Regions from separate parts of the Mus musculus genome. Here all the other regions are linked to region 3. A link is a contact called in public promoter capture Hi-C data. All regions are on one chromosome and are shown on one strand. The core of a region is the stretch at or near the end of the contact, and the rest is flanking DNA. Distances in the headings are between cores, read along the strand shown.

The links. Promoter capture Hi-C pulls out the DNA fragments that hold promoters and counts their contacts.
Region 1: a contact with region 3 is called in a promoter capture Hi-C map of erythroid cells, with 4 times the contacts expected there. The contact joins the promoter of Ankrd49 here to the promoter of Dcun1d5 in region 3. A contact is called at or near these places in 4 of 39 promoter capture datasets (cranial neural crest, erythroid cells, maxillary cranial neural crest and 1 more).
Region 2: a contact with region 3 is called in a promoter capture Hi-C map of pre-B cells, with 2.4 times the contacts expected there. The contact joins the promoter of Med17 here to the promoter of Dcun1d5 in region 3. A contact is called at or near these places in 3 of 39 promoter capture datasets (cranial neural crest, maxillary cranial neural crest and pre-B cells).
Region 4: a contact with region 3 is called in a promoter capture Hi-C map of pre-B cells, with 6 times the contacts expected there. The contact joins the promoter of Kdm4d here to the promoter of Dcun1d5 in region 3. A contact is called at or near these places in 2 of 39 promoter capture datasets (erythroid cells and pre-B cells) and 1 of 484 Hi-C or Micro-C datasets (CD4 T cells).

What each region holds. Positions count from the first base shown.
Region 1 is chr9:14,783,323-14,786,022 of GRCm38.p6, forward strand. Ankrd49 (ankyrin repeat domain 49) reads right to left here and starts at 1,251. Exons shown (of 3, transcript NM_019683.4): 1 at 1,198-1,251. It overlaps Mre11a (MRE11A homolog A, double strand break repair nuclease), which reads left to right and starts at 1,332. Exons shown (of 20, transcript NM_018736.3): 1 at 1,332-1,435; 2 at 2,109-2,206. The coding sequence starts at 2,187.
Region 2 is chr9:15,278,514-15,281,213 of GRCm38.p6, forward strand. Med17 (mediator complex subunit 17) reads right to left here and starts at 1,393. Exons shown (of 12, transcript NM_144933.2): 1 at 1,037-1,393. The coding sequence starts at 1,280.
Region 3 is chr9:7,183,060-7,185,759 of GRCm38.p6, forward strand. It overlaps Dcun1d5 (DCN1, defective in cullin neddylation 1, domain containing 5 (S. cerevisiae)), which reads left to right and starts at 1,446. Exons shown (of 8, transcript NM_029775.3): 1 at 1,446-1,823. The coding sequence starts at 1,738.
Region 4 is chr9:14,499,198-14,501,897 of GRCm38.p6, forward strand. It overlaps Kdm4d (lysine (K)-specific demethylase 4D), which reads right to left and starts at 1,285. Exons shown (of 2, transcript NM_173433.2): 1 at 911-1,285. It overlaps Cwc15 (CWC15 spliceosome-associated protein), which reads left to right and starts at 1,422. Exons shown (of 7, transcript NM_023153.3): 1 at 1,422-1,584.

The DNA of each region.
Region 1 (2,700 bases), core at 1-2,500, 7.6 Mb after region 3:
ACACTGACATCAACTTCAAGAGTTACCTAGCACATAAGCCTTAAAGAAAATGAGAAGTTACTTTGAAAACCATCAATCTTTTAACCATATTTGTTGAATTTGGCAGTTTTTTGTTGCTATTGTTAGTGTTACCACTTCTTTCTGTTGACCCAATTAGAATCTAATGTTTATTATTTCAGGTGCTATGTCTTATATTGTTTTGCTATTAAGCTTTTAAGGATAGGCCATCTTTAACACAGATTATTATGCCATTTGTATGTAACCTGCATTAAGAACTATTTGTATCATTAAACTTAAGACCTATCATTTAATCTTGCTCTGAATGGCCTCTAAGAGGAACTTAGTTATACACACTCCTCATAGATTTGTTCTACTTAATTTCAAGTTTAATATTCCATTGTCCAATTAAGCTTCATCACTAGTGACAAGAGTATCAGAATCATGACCAATGACTTCTTAGGGCCTATAAACTCCATTAAGGGATTTGTTAAGGTTTTGGCAGCATTGTGTTTTTCTTTTTTCTTTTTTAAAAGAACTATCAGAACTATTTTCTTAACATTTTCAATATTTCCTTTCACTTCAAACTCATTTTTTAAAAAGCTACTATACACCAATTCATTAAGCGCTTAACAGATGTCACTAACCAAAATATGGCACAGATCGCAGCCCCCCTTCCCACACCTGAAAACTCCTTCATATTAATTCTTAACTTATTGTCTTGGTATGCTTAATTAAAAAATCAAACCCAAATGTATCTCGACTCTGGGTATAAAGCTCGATGCATACTATTATGGAGGAATAGGATGCATTTCCTAATTTAAAGGGAACCCTCCATTTTGAGAGAGATAGCAACTGTTCCAGTTCTCATCTCATTGGGTGGAGCCCCCCATTTCAGAGGCCTGCGCTCGGGTACTGACAGATCACTGTCGCTGCGGTACACGGGCCCTTCTGAGGTCCTGAGGGGGTCTGCTCTAACTCAAGGCTCCAAATCATTTCTACTGCACTTTCTTCAAGGTTCTCTGAAAACACAAAACCGAGGCTTCTGGGGCGATCGTCAGGGGAAGCAGGGAAGAAAGGTCTTTGGTCTAGCAGGCGAGGCCTTCCGAATCGCAAAGCGAAGACTCTGCCACGATGCTACCTGCGAGGTGGCCGGCCGCCCACAGCCGCCCGCCCCACCGCTCCGGACACGCGCCTCACCTTTCACAGAGAGAACCTCACCGAGAACTTCCTTTCCGGGTTCGCCCCTTCGCTGCTCAGGATTGGCTCCTGTGAGGTGACGGAGCCATTCTGTAGCCAATGAGAATCTAGACATTCTGTGATGTCACGTCATCAATGGATCTCGCGAGAAGTACGGATGCCGCTCTCCCGCGCCTAATTCAGGTTTCTGGGAGCGGTTTTCTTGTGGTTCTGGAGACTCCCGCCCCCTTTTCCTGAGGTAGAGATGGCTTGTGGCCTCCCTGGTCGACTCTGACAAGTCCATGTTGGGTAACTTAGGCTTTGCTACGGTCTTGTAGCGTGCGGGTCCGGGGCGAACGGAAGCCCCGAGTGCGTGGGGCCGTTAGGGAAGACGGGCCGGGTGGGCATGGAGGGATGCGGGCTCTGCGTTCCGCCTCGGAGTCCGCCTCGGAGTCCCGCGGGTGGGAGGTCTCCTGTAGTGGCAGCGCCGCCTTCGCCGAGCTGGGGATGCGAGGTGTTCCACTTAGACCATGTGTTGGTTATTTATTCTGTCTTTAAATGTGGGCTGCCCCATAAAACCCATGTTAGTGTTAAGAGTATGGGGTGGCCTCTGATTCAAAGTCCTGCGCGGAGCAGCTTAAATTATGCACGTAGAAAGTTACGTTTCATTTTTCCTGTCCAGGGGTTTACTACACACCAATCTCATGAAGAAGATAGTAGAGAAATAGTAGTGATAGTGCAATTAGGACTTCACTTCAGGATGTGGCTTTCTGTTCTTAGGTCATGAAACAATTATAGTAAGTGTTGAAGACGTACATAGGACTTTCTCAAAATCACTAGCGCTTGTTCAAAAAGTCTACCCTGCAACTGAGCTCATGTTAGTGAAATATGTGCAACCTTTATAATATGTGCATTTTGGTATTTATTTTTAGAGTTTGGATTCGAGTGGTTTTTCTGACATACCTGAACACTTGGAGAGGAACCTGGTACAGAGGAACTCTACTATAAAAATGAGCCCCACAGATCCACTGTAAGCCTGACATATTAATTGTGATGACCTTACGAGAAAAGTGATATTTTAATATAAACAGCAACAGAATTTAATAATGGATAGAGTATCCCCCAAAACGTCTGTCATGCATAATTAAAAGCACATACTTATGCTTATTAGCAATAAATAAATAAATAATGAGGTGGAGCAATAGATGAATGTGTTGCAGTAATTACATGGCCATGCAGGGAGGCTCATGCTCTCTGGCTTTGTCTTAGTCTCGAGTCTATAAATAGTCCTTTAGAGTAAGTTACCCTAGTTGAAGTGAATTTGAACAAAATGGAAAGAAATAAAAGGACTATAGAAGTCAGGTGGCAGAAGAAAATCCTTGAACACGAGTGGTGTCTTCCACTCTGGTTTCAAGTTCTTGGTCAAAATTAGCTGTTTAATGTTAGGAAGATCAGCAGTTCTCTGGCTTGCCTGGTTTTATTTTCATTTGCATAACTAGACTAATAATACTCCTTTCCAGTTAA
Region 2 (2,700 bases), core at 143-2,642, 8.1 Mb after region 3:
AACCCAGCATACAGGAACTAGTCACTCTTTCACACACCACAAGATATTTGGAAGCCAGGAGGCATGCCATTTAAGCCTGTCCCTTAATAGACAGGTCAAATGTTCCTAATGACATCAGTACTGGATCTTAATACATACCTGTGCTCTATAGTTCTTTCTGTGGGTGGGGGATTTCATGGATCAAATGTGATACACATTTAGAATTTTGCATTTAAAACTACTGAGCTGGCATGCCTTTCCAACACTGGATAATGACAATGTTGGGCTTGTTTAAGATTTAAAAAAAAAAAAAAAAAAAAAGATTTATTTATTTATTTAATGGATGTAAGTACAATGACGCTGTCTTCAGACACACCAGAAAGAAGGGGGCATCGGATTCCATTACAGATGGTTGTGAACCACCATGTGGTTGCTGGAAATTCAACTCAGGACCTCTGGAAGAGCAATCAGTACTCTTAACTGCTGGGCCATCTCTTCAGTCCCAGGTGTTTTAACTTTCTGTCAAATTTATGAAAACTACATTTAAATTTTTCTTTATTTATTGAGATGGTGTCTATTTGCTCATGTTTTTCATTAATCTGACTGCCTCTGCCTGGCGAATTACCACACTAAACACGAACATCCTCACTTAAACCGATTCTGTCACATCACTAAATCGAAAACTGTGGTTTCAAATTTTGGTTTTTTTTGATAATAAGGAGAATCCAAAGTCTAGTCTGGTTGCTTCTCCAAACTCCCCCTCTTCAGTTTTGTTTTCTTGTAATTCATTCACCTCAAAGTTTCAGTGGTCATTTTAAGTATCACCTGTTTCCACCTAAAATCACCCCCAAAAGCTTTCAGCTGTTCTTTATTAAAAAAAAAAAAAAAAAAAAAAAAAAAAGCGAATGCCTCTTCTCCTGGCCTGAACAGGACCCCGAGTCCCGACCGGGTCGGCCTTCCCACTGCTGTCAATACTTCTCAAGGCCACCCACCACAAAACACAGTTTACCCTAGGGGAGACCCTGGGATAGAACCAGCAACGAGGGCGAAGCCTCACCCTCCTCGTCGTCCTGGTCGGCTCCCGCGCCCCCCCAGTCCGGCGCATCGCCGTCAGGCCCTGCCGCCTCCTCCTCCTCAGAGCCAGAGCCCTGGCTGAAGTCGATGCGCTGTGCCAGGCGCGCCAGGTTCTGCGACATGGACAGCGGCTGCAGGTACGTCTCGGTGCCATCAAGGCCCACCTCCTGCACCTGCTTCTCGCAGGCCGACTCGATGCTGATGCGCACGGCTCGCACGCCCGACATGCTGGCGGCGGCCTGAGGGCGACTCGCCGGAGACTCAGAGTACAGCACCGACACGGAAGGCTGGAACAAGCTTCCCGCAAGCCCGACGCGGCGGCCGGGAGGAAGCAAACTACCCACTGCTGCCCCACAATCCTCCGCGCAGCGTCTCGCGGAACACTATGAGCATGCGCGAAGGGCCAGCTGCCCGGACATTTCCTGTAGGTTGCACGTGAGAGCCAGGAACTTCCGGCTGACCGGGCTCAGCCGCTGCAGTGCAAGTGGAGTGGGCTGGGTTTATGTAGATACGCTGGGCGTTGTAGTTTGTTTGTTTGTTTGTTTGTTTGTTTAATTGGTTGCTTGGTTTTTGAAATAGCTTTCTTGCTGGCCTGATTAATTTGTTGATTAGTTATTGAGACACGCAGCTTTTTTGTTAGTTGGTTAGTTATTTGATTTTTGAGACACGCAGCACACACACCAGCACTCCCGCTGATTCGGTCTGGGAGCCCGTCCGTGGGATGAGTCCACTCACTTTCCGGGTAGGTTTTCACTTCCTAGTTAAACCTCTCTGGGAACATACTCCCAGAGGTGTTTCCCCTAGGTGACTTTACATTCGTGAAGTTAACGATGAAGACGTACGTAAGGGCTTTACATTTATGTAAGCACTCACAAAGACTGTCGACGGTAGTTAACTATAATTCGCAGCTGTTTGAGTCTCTCTGTTGATGGAGCTGCCTCCAGCAAAGAAGACCGAGTCAAACAGCTAGCAGGACTACCATCCAAACTGCACCAGCTGTCTTAAACACTCCAAGAACACTCAGATATGCCTACACGAAAGATTGCAACTGATTGTCCTGGCCCAGTAAGCACAGCTTGGGCCAGGGCTTTGTGCAGACCTGTGACTGGTGGCTTAATGATAAATGGAGGACTATGCTATCTCTCCAGACATGCAGCCACCCTTACACGCATACACTCACACATTCACAGACATGTACACATATAAACAAAAGACACCGGTGTTTAGCCAAACAAATGGCTGTGATTGGCCCAAATACCCCGTCTTGGGTTGTATGAGCAGGCTACTCCTCAGGTGGTCCACCAAGAGGCACTCTCCTTTCCTCATGGTGTTAGGATGTCATGTCCAGCAATGTCTTTCACTGAGTGGCCTTTCTTACTTTCAGCCTGCAGGCTGCACCAGAAAAAGCAAGGAACATTAGCTGGTTGGCAACAGTGCCCCACAGCTTGATAGGTACTAACCCCTATACTTCTGTCCAGCCATTTCGTTTTCTGTTTGTTTGTTTTAAGAGTTTCTCTGTGTAGCCCTGGCTGTCTTGGAACTCACTCTGTAGACTAGGCTGGCCTTTGATACCACTTTGAGTCTAATCTTGGGCTCCTGAACAACCTTGCCTTGTCTAGAAATCATTTGTCAAGTCCTTGGGCCCTG
Region 3 (2,700 bases), core at 196-2,695:
TAATTCAGATATAACTATTTTAAAAGTTCTGTTTTCCATTTCTTCATTCTACAATCCTTAAACCTAAGAAATATGCAAATCATCAAACTGTCAAATGAATAGACCTGTTTCAGCCTTGTGTGCTTAATCTGTTTATGTTGTGCCACTCTACTAACAGACGGCTAAAATGCATTTTTAAGATTTTTCTTCATAAAGTTGATGAGTACCTTAGGATCTAAACCAGAATACCCTTTTGTTTTAATACTACTTCCTTTCCTTTCCTTCTTGTGACTTAGTCAAAGAAAATTAGACCACATAACAAAGAACTCAGCACCCTCATAGCTTCTCATTATTTACTATATAGAAAATCAAGAACTATCACGAGCAGCAGAAAAAATTAAATCACATAACTAGGTGCTTTTCTGTACACAGACATAATGTCCCTTCCCAAGTCTCACAACCTGAGTTCCACCTCAAGAGTGACAAGATTGATGGAGAAAATGAACTTTCAAGTTGTCATCCCAGCACTGGCACACAAGTGCCCCCACAATAAATACATATATAAAACAAACAAACAAAAAAAAAACCCTTCATCTTTCAGTTGTCTACTTCCTGTAGGGAGTTCTGTTTTAGAGCTTACATTTTATAATTTTCATGTAAAAACAATGTTTCGTGCATTGTTTATAATAGAGTCGAATGGGTTATAGGTTTGAACATTATGTTCACTGTTAAAAAAACATTAACTATATGCACCAAACATTGAAGTGTCCTCTCTCAGGAAACTTGTGAATTCCAGGGCATATTATGTATCCAGGACTCATTACAACAACCGGTTTTTTTCTTTCTCCTTGACTAGATTAGGGTCCCACGATGCAGTCACAGAACCACAGGGATAGAATTTAAAGAAACAGTCTTCTGTCACAGTTGGGTTACAAACATGGACTTCATTCACTAAGAATCTTCTATGAGATAATTTTACCTAGCAAACCTTTCTTATAAGCAGTATTTCCATTAGAAGTGACGTGATTACTGTTTCTTGAGAGCAGCCCATTAGAACAGTTCCCCAAATCCTCTGTAATAAGTCAGTCCGTTTCCCAGTCTCTTATCCAAGAGGAGAGTTCCTCAGAAGTAAAACATGGAGGCGTTGCCTCAGCACAGGAGGAAGCCATAAACTGACCCTGAGCATGAGGGAGAAAAGGACAAGGAGCGCGAGAAGTTGATCTCAGGCCCACCAAGAACACCCGAAAAAACTGGAGCGGTTGCACGTCAGGAGTGGGCACACTCACGCATGGCTCCTCACCAGATTACTTCGCTCGCCAGCTGTGGAGCGTTTATGATTTCTAGAAAGGACTTCCCGCTGGAAACCCGCCAGAAAATCTCCGGAGATTCAGGCTCCACCTGCAGAGACAAAAAATCCCAAAGTAGAGAGACCGCTCCAGGCCCTGCGAGCTTCCTTTCTACGTCACTTCCGGTCCAGAGCCATCCGCTTCCGGGTCAGGCTAAGCCGCCTGCTCTTCGCTGCTACTGTAGGTGCCGCGCTGTCGGCGTTCGCTGCTCCTGGAAAAGCCCGAGCCGCGACACCGCCGGCCTTAGCGCTGCGCTGCCCGGAACCGCCCCTAAAGAGGAGACCCGGGGCGGGGTCGCGCCTCGGGCCTCCGCTGCGGTCCCCGGCAGGCGGGAGCCGGCGCTGCGGGGCCTGCGGCGGAGCGCGATACCCCTCCCCGGCCGCCCTGTCTACCTTGCCGGGGAAGGCGGAAGATGCCAGTGAAGAAGAAGAGAAAAGCTCCCGGAGTGGCAGCGGCGGTCGCGGAAGACGCGGGCCTCAAAAAGTGTAAAATCCCCAGGTACTGCCTGTCCCCACCCCGCTGGCTCTCTCCTTCCCCCGGGGCCGGACAGGCCGCTAGCCGGGAGGAGAGGGGCGAGCCCTCTCAGGCGAGGCGGTCGGTGAGGCGCCCAGTCTCCGCTCCGCGCGGGACCGAACCGCGTGTTCGCCTGTACGTGCTCTCTGTCGTACTTGGACAAGCTCTGAGATTCGTCCCACTTTGTTGTCTGCGTGCCCAGAGGGTAGGAAACAGACGACCGTACGTATGCATTCTCCATCAAATTTCCCAACCGAGAAGTGAGCGCGGATCTGCCAAGATTCACGGCGTCCTTGTGTCACACTAAATCGAGCAGAATTGGCTTGGTCCCCACATTGTTAAATGTCAGAGTGTGAAAAAAGGAGCAGAGCTTGAAGAGTTTTGACAGCTGCCTTGGGAATGATGGAAAGAAAGCCTTTGCTATAATTGGTCTCCCGAGTTAGCATTTAAAGTGGCCTAACCTGGACGATCCCAGCAGGAGGCCTTTTAAATCGCTGGAGCCTAGGCTTCTGGACGCACCAATGCCTCCACTTCACCTGTACCAGTTCCGTACACTTAATTGGAAAAGGCCCTTGTGGTTTTTGTTTTCTGGCATTAAGACGCTGGTAGCTCTCAACCTCCTTTTAGGCGTTAGCAAGCTATTGTGCTCCATGTTCTCTTAGGGGAAAAGAAAACAAAGCAGAACTGTAAGTTAGAGCCCTTTACTCGCTTTGTGGCATATACTCAATCATCACAGATTCATTCCTCAGAAAGTCATTGCGATTTAGCTTTGAGAAGTGGGCTTCTTCCCATACACTTTGAGTTGTTTTTGTATTAATGGTCGACACTTAAAGTGACAAATACTACCATTACAACAAGACAG
Region 4 (2,700 bases), core at 35-2,534, 7.3 Mb after region 3:
AATGCATGCCTGAACTTAAGTTGAAAGCCAGCCTGGGCTGCACTGTAAGAGCTTGGCTCAAAACTCAAATGAAACAATGGAATCCTGCCTTGTTGAAAGAAACAGAAATGTCCAGTTGAGTGTATCTTGAGTGTGGTGTGCCTGTGACTAAAGGCAGGCAGGAGGCAGACTGTGTAAGTAAAAGCAAGAGGCTGTTTTATCCTAAGTGTCAAAACCACTACCTGGTAATCTGAAAAAATCACTCTGTTTGTGCAAAACTAGGAAAGTCCCTATGAAAGCAATTACAAATCAAGAGGAAATGACAGTGGCCTGAAGGAGTGTGGTGACAAGCAAAGGAACTTCAGGGTAATTTTCACAATACTGGACAAGAGTGGCAGGTGAACAGGATGTGACGAGGGAAGGAAGAGGGTCTCCATCTTTGGGTTTGAGTCACTAATGTGAAAGCGGTGTCCTTTGTGTGAGGCTCAGGGCAAAAATATGAAGCTTTCACCTTCTACTTGGGGAGCGGGCACATTCGGGAGGGAGTGGGTTCTTTTCTAATTCTCTTTCTTCATTTAAAAGTTCCAAAGGAAGGACAGAAAAGAACGGAAATGTTCAATTTTAGGAGACCCTTCCACTTGAGATAAACTGGAGAACAGAATCCTCTTTACCGAGCATCGGCCGTCCCCAAGATCTCAATGATGGGGCACAAGACAACGTTGGCGAAGCCATCTTAATCCCATCTCGTGCTCCTCCTGGCAGTTAGGCCCACTGCTCCATAAATTGTCACTATCGTAAACGCTCACAAGCATCTCCCCTCACGCTACAACGCTTAATGCATATAGCTATATATCTATATATTTATATATCTTAACAAGCAATGCGACTATAACCCTTGCCTTCAAGGCTAGTGGTTTCGCAGGAATGGTACCTTTGGAAAGCTCGTGGCTGCCCCCGTACTTATTTGCGCCTTCTTCATATCCACTTAAGTGACAACTCTAGTCCCTAGGCTGCGGGGTCTACTGAGGAGCAGGAGCCGTTGGGTCGGTCAGTTGGCAAGCTCTCCTCACATCTCTCTTGCGAGACGCGGACCGGCTCCTGGCGCCTCCGTCCTCGCAGAACCGCAGCGAACGAGTCTGGGAGGGGGTCGGGAAAGGAAAAGACGCAAGAGAGATTAAGTAATTGGTTCGCAAAGGAAAAAAGATGATATTTGGGGTCGACTATGAAGCACCGGTTTCAAACGCCCGCCCCCTAAGCTGCCTTGGCTCCGCCCCTAGGCAACGTCATTCCATCTTTTTCCCGTGTCTTTGCTGATTGGTCACTGCGTCAGCCTGTGAGAGACGGTTTAAAAAAAAAAAAAAAAAAAACACACACACAACTCCGGAATTGCTTCCGGGTGTGGAGTTCGCATCTTCTCCACAGCCATTGGAAGTGCGAAGGTTTTGCTTCCGGGTCTCAACCGAGCCCCTGGTGTAAAAACTGGAAGCTCTGCATTTTGTTTCCGGTCTTGGGCCTGGCGCCCCCGGCGCCGAGATTTCTGGGAGCTAAGGGTCGCATTGGTTCATGAGTGAGTTTCGGAAGGTGCTGCGTAGGACCCCCGCCAGAGTGAGCAGCCGGGCATGGTGGTTTGTGGTTCTTGTGTGGGTGGCACCGGGGAGCCGAGTCGCCGCCGCAGCCCGTGACGATCGTACAGGCCGCGGTGCAGGGATGGTGGTCCGGAGCTGAAGCCGAGCCCGGGGCGGTCACCGGTGCAGCGCCTCAGACACTGAGAAAAGCAAAGGAGGGTGGGATGGGGAGAAACTCCCACTTCACACACGATCTGTGTGAGCAGCTGCTTAAGCTAACGGAGATTTAGTAGCCCTGCAGTTAGGCTGCAATTCTTATTTGACAGCTAAAAATGGCAAAGGTTCTCTTGTAGCCTAGGCTAGCTTCGAACTCCCGATTCTTTTGCTTTCACCTCCCAAGCTCTGGAATCACAGGAGTACCCCCATCATACCCAGTTCAGGATGGGTTCTTGATACTTGGTTGGGTGGAGTTCCGATTTTCTGAGCATCGCGGAAGTTACAGCCTTGATAAATGTTGTGGTAACTGCTTTAGAAGAAAATTGAGTCAACAAGATTCTGGGGTAATGGTTGCCCATGTAAATGTCACTGGGGACTTTAAACAAATTTTAACATAATAAGTTTGACTGTGACTTTAAAAGAAATTTGTTTTTTATTGGGTTCTTTGCTGTAGTGTGAGGTTTCTGGTAGAACAGCAAATCTTGGCCGGACAGTTACATTGTGAGATCCTATAATTAAAAAAAAAAAAAAAAAAGAATAAATTTTTTTTAAAAAAGAATAAAATAAAATCTCAGAGAAGCTAGTGCTAGTGGGATAACATTTTTTTAAGTCATTTATTTTAAAAGCTACACTACACTGTTGTGCAAGATCTGACATCATGTATGGGAATCTCATAATACTATAGAAATGTCGGCATTCCACAAATGACAGAAACGAGCTAGAAGACTTGCCCAGGGCTACCCAGCCAGAACAGAAGCACTAACTCAGATCTTCATAGTAGTTATTTATACTGAATAAGAGTTGCCTAGTAAACACCCTGAGTTTCATAATTCGGATTTTTAGGAACTTGTGTTGAAGCAAACTAAGCAATTTTGGGGAGTTTGAGAAGGATTTAAGAATAGATATTTTTGAGTTATCTGTAAAATGAAAGTATAACTTA